Regions from separate parts of the Mus musculus genome. Here region 1 is linked to region 2. Evidence: chromatin contacts called from public HiChIP or PLAC-seq data. All regions are on one chromosome and are shown on one strand. The core of a region is the stretch at or near the end of the contact, and the rest is flanking DNA. Distances in the headings are between cores, read along the strand shown.

Region 1 (3,427 bases), core at 264-2,763, 190 kb after region 2:
GGCGCAGGAGAGTTTGGGCTTCCTTTAGCCTTTGCAGGCCTCTGCAGCAGCCTTCTGGGTATGAAGGAACGCTGCCCTCCTAGAGGCTGGAATGAACCTTAGGGCAGTCATTCCTGAAGCTTTGGAATTCCTCTAAGTTAGCTCCCACCCTGTGTCTGCTTTGATGTCATCTGATGCAAGCTCTTGGAGTTTAAAGGTGTGCTTTCTTTATATGTTTTGTTTAAGACACAGTTTCTCACCAGGCGGTGGTGACGCATGCCTTTAATCCCAGCACTTGGGAGTCAGAGGCAGGCAGATTTCTGAGTTCCAGCCAGCCCGGTCTAGCTAGGGCACACACAAACACATAATTCAAAATAATAAAAATAAGTTGAGCCTGGTGTGTCTGTCTTTAATCCCAGCACTCGGGAGGCAGAGGCAGGTGGATTTCTGAGTTTGAGGCCAGCCTGGTCTACAAAGTGAGTTCCAGGACAGCCAGGACTATACAGAGAAACCCTGTCTCGAAAATCAGAAAACAAACAAAAAGCCAAAATTGATCAATCAATTAATCAATCAATATAAGAAGTATGTACCACTGTAGGCATTCATTTTTTTGCAACCTATGGGTTCAACCTCTAGCCCACCACCCAGCAGAGGAAGGTGAAGAGAAAAGTTAATAGGATGTGGAGGAGGTGGACCTGTTCAGCAGTAGTTCTTCTGGGTGAGCTTGATCTTCTTTAGCAGTAGCAAACACCAAATACGACTTAACAGTGCCATCCTTTCAGCAAGCAGACACCAGGCAGCCGTAGTTTAATCCTGAAGATACCGCCAGGCTCACCAGCTGGCCCGAGGCAAGGCTGTGGAAGCAGCAAGCTGCCACAGGAACCTCATGAGCAGTTCTTGGGCGAGTTTCTCTCAGTGTCAGAGTTATCACAAGTTGAGCTCAACAATGCTATGTAAGGTGAACCAGTACATGCGTGTCCTTAGTGAAGAATAGCGAGGCGGAGCAAACCAAACCAGTGCTCAGTGCTCGTCTCCCACTGTCTGTGGGGTCATGTGTATACTCCTTCCTCCTGGGTCCTTTCATGCGTTTGCTATATGCAAACATCCTTTTATCCGTGTCTGCTTCAGGAAAAGTCTTTCACGTGTTTGCTTTGGCAAGACAGCCTTTCACCTGTGTGTCCCAGGAAAGCATCATTTGACATGACTAACTTTCCAAAGAAACTACAAGTTTCCACTTCATATCATCATGTTTGGCTCCTTGTGCTTTTGAAACTGTTCATGGATTGAACTATCCCTCCAGCCACAGAATAAACTATTCTTTTAAAACGACAACCGTGTTTTATGTTGACAGAGGTGACCGCCAACTTGACACAGTGTGGGTGCCTGACCAGCTCTGAGGAATTTGGTCTCCTGGGATGAGCTGCTTTTATTGATGCCCCGGAATTACAAAATAAATAAATTCACACGTTGAAACTTCACGCCCAGCGGCCATATGAAGAAGTGCGGGCTACACACTTGTGACTGGAACTAGTGACTCATCAAAGGTTCCAGGAAGCTGCTTTCACCTTTGTTCTATGTAAAGACCACAGACGCACCATCTTGGAGACAGACAGACTGAGCACGGGGCCTGTTCCCCTTGGGATTCCTAGCTCCCAGAGCTCTGAAGACAGGAATTTCTGTTTAAATCAGTGATAGAGTGTCGAGTATGCTCTTACAGCAGCGGGAAGGTACAGCATAAATTCACTAATAGGACACCAGGCGTAGGACAGTACATTACAATCCCGATGGCCCTATACCGCTGAGATGCCTTGCTCACCTCCCAACTCCAGGCTACAGAAAAAGTGCATGGTAACAAAATTTGGAATGAGAAGGGATGAGGTCAGGAGAACTTGGCTGTCATGGAACTAGCTCTGTAGACCAGGCTAGCCTTGAATTCAAAGGTCTGCCTGCCTCAGCTTTCCTGAGTGCTGGAGTTAAAAGCATGCACCAGCATCGTATGGACTGTTTGTTGTTGTTGCTGCTACTAGTGAGTTTTCTTTTTTTTTTTTAATTTTCCTTTGTTTGTTTGTTTGTTTGTTTGTTTATACCTAAGATAGGAAAGGTTGTGGGGAGGACATAATAGGGAAAGAGAGGGTAGTGGATTCACATTGTATAGATGTCCTAAAAGTTAACTTTGTCAAGCAGCTTTAGAGTCCCAACAAGAACACCAAGTCACACACAGAGGTTAGGTGACACGCACTGGCTGCTACGCAGGAGAAAATATCCCAAGACAGTTCCTGGCTTTGGACCTGGAGCGTTCTGACTCCTAGTCAGTGGTGTCACCTGTTGGACATAGGACACGCAGGTGATGCTTGCTGCTGTGTGGGACTGTAGCTGACAGTTCTGTAGCCACAAGTCACGTGTCACATGTCACGTCCCCCGTGGCTAGGCGCTCGTCCCTAGGCCTGACTGAGATAAGGCTGAATCTCAGGGTCACAGATCTTCGGGAGAGACAAATGATTCTGAGGGACACAAAGAAGCATTGAATCCCTGGACCCTGACACCCATCGGCCCTGGGGCTCCCCTCTAGGCCTGGCTGCCTCCTCCTCCCCTAAGAAAGCAGGCTACACCTCCTGTGCACACCAGTCTTACACCCCACACACACACACACACACACACACACTGGTGTTCCTGCTCCTGCCCTGGCTCTGAGCTGCTCTCCTCCAGTCTCCTGCCTCCACATCCTAACTTCTGTGTCTCCAAATTTCCCCTCTGCAAGGACAGCAGTCATGGGTTGAACACTGTAATCTAACATGGCCACCAATTCCTTATCAACCGCCTCATTCTAAATGAAGTCCTATATACAGGCCTGTGATGTCAAGATGAGGACATCGTTTCAGGGACCTATTTAACCCTCAGTCACTGTCACAGTGAATACCAGAGTCTGAGGTGCCTGTCTTCTATCTGAAGTCCTGTCCTGAGACCTCACCCACCAGGATCTGCTCATGTCCACTGCCACAGAAAGGCCATCCTGGGGTGTGAAGAACACCTTATCCTGGTTGATCTGAGCAGTGATAGATCAGGAGCTCCAGCAGCTGCAGGCACATCTGCAGGGACCAAGTGAATTCCTTCCCTGTTGGCCTCAGCTGTGCCCCAGACACAGCCCAGATGAGTGGTACTCTACTCAGTGAGGAGGCTGGAGGGAGACCTCAGGCTGGACCCGCCAAGTCCCTTGTCCTGGCTCATGGACTACTCTCTCCCCACAGGGGTCTTGTTTGGAAGGAACACATTGATCCAGTTCTCCAGGGGTGGGGCTGAGGAGTTCCATGGCCCTGGACTGCAGTGCACGGACCACAGACCACGTTCTTGTTAAGACACCAGACGTGAGGTGGGGTCTCAGTCCAGCCTTCCTCATCCTAACTGTGGTGTTTGGAAGCATCCTATTATAAAACCAAACAAACTAAAAACA
Region 2 (3,159 bases), core at 649-3,148:
GGGAGGAGCCAGGTGGAGCCAGGGAAGGGATGGCATGGTGTACCCTCCGGTCACAGGTGTGGTCAGGTTAGATTCTGAAGCATCTCTGTTGGCACCTGGCTTTTCCCTTTTCCTGACAGGAGGAGAAAGAGGCAGATGGTAGTGTCACTGAAGGCGCTTGAAGGACTTGCTCCTCGCTGAATAGCCTCAAGTAACTGAGGGATCGACAGGGAAGTATCCCTAGGGAAAGTGGACCTATTTTGTGCTGGAACCATGTTCCCCAAGCTTCGGAGAGTGTTCACTTGGGACCCAGCTGGCTCTGGCTGCAGGCTTGACCTGTTCACCCACAGTTACTACCCAGGAAGGAAAGATGTCAGGATGACTGACAGCAGGCCCTGGGAGGTGGCTTAATACAGGATGGGACCAACAGAGAGGGAGAAGTTAGTGGTGGGGGAGGGGCACCTGTGCAGCCTGGAGGGGTGCCTGAGTCTCCTGCGATGAAGAAATAATATAAGGAAGGAATGAAGAGAGAGGGAGGGAGGGGAGGGGAAAGAAACGTAACCAGGGAATCTCCCAAATGCTAGTAACCGAGGGCCTCTACGATAGTGTGCCCTGTGGGCACAGCTTCACACCGCACCCCTGGCTCACACAGAAACACAGGGAGCCAGAAGCAGGTGGAAGGAGGCTTCAAGGAGCTCCTTCTCGAAGGTGAGCAACCTGCTCTCTCAGGGGTGGGTTCCAGTGTCACCTCTGAGGGAGACTGGGACAGTGTGGCTTCTCTTGTGAGTCCCATGCAGAGTCACACACTACTAGGTGAATGAGGCAAGGCACAGACACTTGGAATGTGTTCGTTTGGGGAACGCTAGCAGTGGGTAGCCTCAGGGTCTAGCTGTCTGTCCTCTCTCTCTTTTTATCTGTAGTTCCTCAGATCTCTGGGCTGATGCCCTCTACTGCTCTCTACCCACACAGGACTGAAACAGATGCTGGCCTTCCTATGCCCTGTAGGGGAGGGGCCCCGAACAAGACATGCCACACTAAAGCCACCAAACCACAAACACTTTGAAGGAGTAATGGGAGAGAGAGAGAGAGAGACTCAGTTTGAAGTCATTGGTTAGTGTGAGGTTGGGGGCTGGGACACTGAGGAGCCAAGTCACCTATAGAATGAGCGTGGTACACTCAGTCACCATGAGTCTCCCAGCAAGTACCTTCACCAGTTCAAGAGGGTCCCCTGTTCCCAGCACCCTGTCTGTTGTAGAAGTCAGTGTTGGACAGGATGTGGCAGGCATCATCAACTCTGCAAGACTCCTTTTATGGGGAAGCCTTGGATCCTCGGTTCGAGAAAGCCCCGTGTAAGGCTAGGGACAACCAGGTGCTTCCTGGGGGTCTCCGAGGACGTCAGCCCACACCATGGTACTATGTTTGCTGCTAGCTTTGGTACCTGGACTGCAGCCTAGTTGGCTTACAAGGCCACTGTCTAATGGATAGTACACAGAGGAGCCTCTGTGCCTGTTTCCATGTTTGCATTTCTGTGTGCACCCATGAATCTGTGTACATACGGGTATGTTTGTACATACGCAGGACTGTTTGTGTGCTTTGTGTTTCTATGTCAGTGGCCGTGAACGTGTGTGTTGCCGTGTGTATATCTAGACTTGCAAAACACCCAACCCCACTCACGTATAGACACTTACGCATATAATGTACCAAATGAGGGTAAGAATGTTTCTTTTATTTAGCCTGGAGCCTCGAGAGAGCACCCAATTGCTGGGGTGACCCGTGGAGAGGTCAGGATGAATCAGACTAATTGGAAACGAACAGGAAAGGGTGAGATCATCATGTTGGATGTGACAAAGCAGCAGGGAGGGCGAGGGTCAGCACTGTGTACTAAACTCCACAGCAAAATAAGATCCAGGAAAGTGGCAGCAGCAGAGAGCCCCGCCCCCTGGACACAAGCGGAGGGAGAGCTCCAGGCAACTAGGCCAAAAGTCCCTCTTAGTGACCAGTCCGCATGGCAAAGCAGGACACTTTAGGTACTGTTTTGGCCAAGGGATGGTGACACACACACATCCATCAGAGAAGTTCTTTCTCCGCTTCCAGACTGCCCTATCCTTTGTGGCCCGCCTTCTCCTACCCCATCAGCCCTGGGCAGTTTATTAACTTGGACAGACCCAGAGCCACACAAAGGGGCACAGGTGTTGCTAATGAGGTAAAAGAAGATGGTTTTATTTGCTCTGTGCCCATATGTCCCTGCTTGATGGCAGTCTGCACTCAGCCAGTCTAAGACCCCAAGAACAATGGCCAGCCAGCAGGACTAGGAGCTGGTCATGTCTGCCTGCCATCACTGTAGGGCTGTAAAACAGAGCTCTACCAATTCCTCCCTGGGGCCCCGGAGTGCAGACGCTGTGGCACATAGCAGTCAGCTGTTCTCGAAGCTTCTCTGTCCGTCTATCTCCACATGCCTGTCGGGGATCGACTAGATCCCTGGGATGGACTCCAAAACCATCTTCCTTTACCCCGTGTCCATCTGTCCGTCTGTCTCCACATGCCTGTCGGGGATCGACTGGATCCCTGGGATGGATTCCAAAACCATCTTCCTTTACCCCGTGTCCAGGCTCAGACCTGCCCTTTGGGGGCCCTGCACTAAGCCAAGTTCTGTGTGGACAGCACAGGCAAAGCTCAGGGCAAGGTGAGGGTTACAGGGCCACATGGGTCTCCTGGTGTCTGGCCTGTTTTGACCCCAAAGTCAGAGCCATACTGGGACGAGCACTGGCCTCTCCTCTGCCTCGTTGGCTCATCCAGACAGCAGAAGTTTACCAAGAAGGGATGACCCAGAGACCAGATGGGTGGTGTGGGCAAGGGAGGCAGAAACGAAGCTCCAGTCAGCCCCTTTGTCCACGCAAGGCCCTTTTCAAGGACTTAGCACTACCACTCTCAAATACTGTCTGTCTCTTCCTTTCCCAGGGCTGAGCCCATTGATCCCATCTGAAGCTGGAAATGATGTCAGCTAGAATTAATGGCTGCTTTATCTGTGCTAGAGCTACGGAATGTGCTAGAATTCAGATTGGTGATGAAGCCATCCCCGGTTGCTGAAAGTAATTCTCTGCCTCCAGAGAGGCCTTGAGAGGAAGCCCAGTGTTGGGTATCCCCTTATCTCTAGTCATAGCACTATCTGTCTGTCTTTCG

What was found. HiChIP or PLAC-seq counts read pairs in DNA pulled down with a chosen protein or histone mark.
Region 1: a FOXA1 HiChIP or PLAC-seq map of pancreatic cancer cells shows a contact between it and region 2. The contact joins two enhancer-like sites. A contact is called at or near these places in 3 of 484 Hi-C or Micro-C datasets (CD4 T cells, Th2 cells and bone marrow-derived macrophages), 3 of 115 datasets of contacts at active chromatin or transcription factors (bone marrow-derived dendritic cells, embryonic stem cells and pancreatic cancer cells) and 2 of 9 other capture datasets (adipose tissue and pancreatic islet).

The regions. Positions count from the first base shown.
Region 1 is chr17:32,066,203-32,069,629 of GRCm38.p6, forward strand. No RefSeq gene overlaps it. Among named protein-coding and RNA genes, the nearest start is that of Rrp1b, 32 kb to the left of the region's middle. Within about 2 kb of position 1,514, at least 36 of the 459 cell types and tissues checked have an H3K27ac peak or open chromatin away from gene starts, as enhancers often do. A contact at or near this core is called in pancreatic cancer cells, where this site is marked.
Region 2 is chr17:31,872,318-31,875,476 of GRCm38.p6, forward strand. No RefSeq gene overlaps it. Among named protein-coding and RNA genes, the nearest start is that of Gm30509, 2.8 kb to the left of the region's middle. Within about 2 kb of position 1,899, at least 67 of the 459 cell types and tissues checked have an H3K27ac peak or open chromatin away from gene starts, as enhancers often do. A contact at or near this core is called in pancreatic cancer cells, where this site is marked.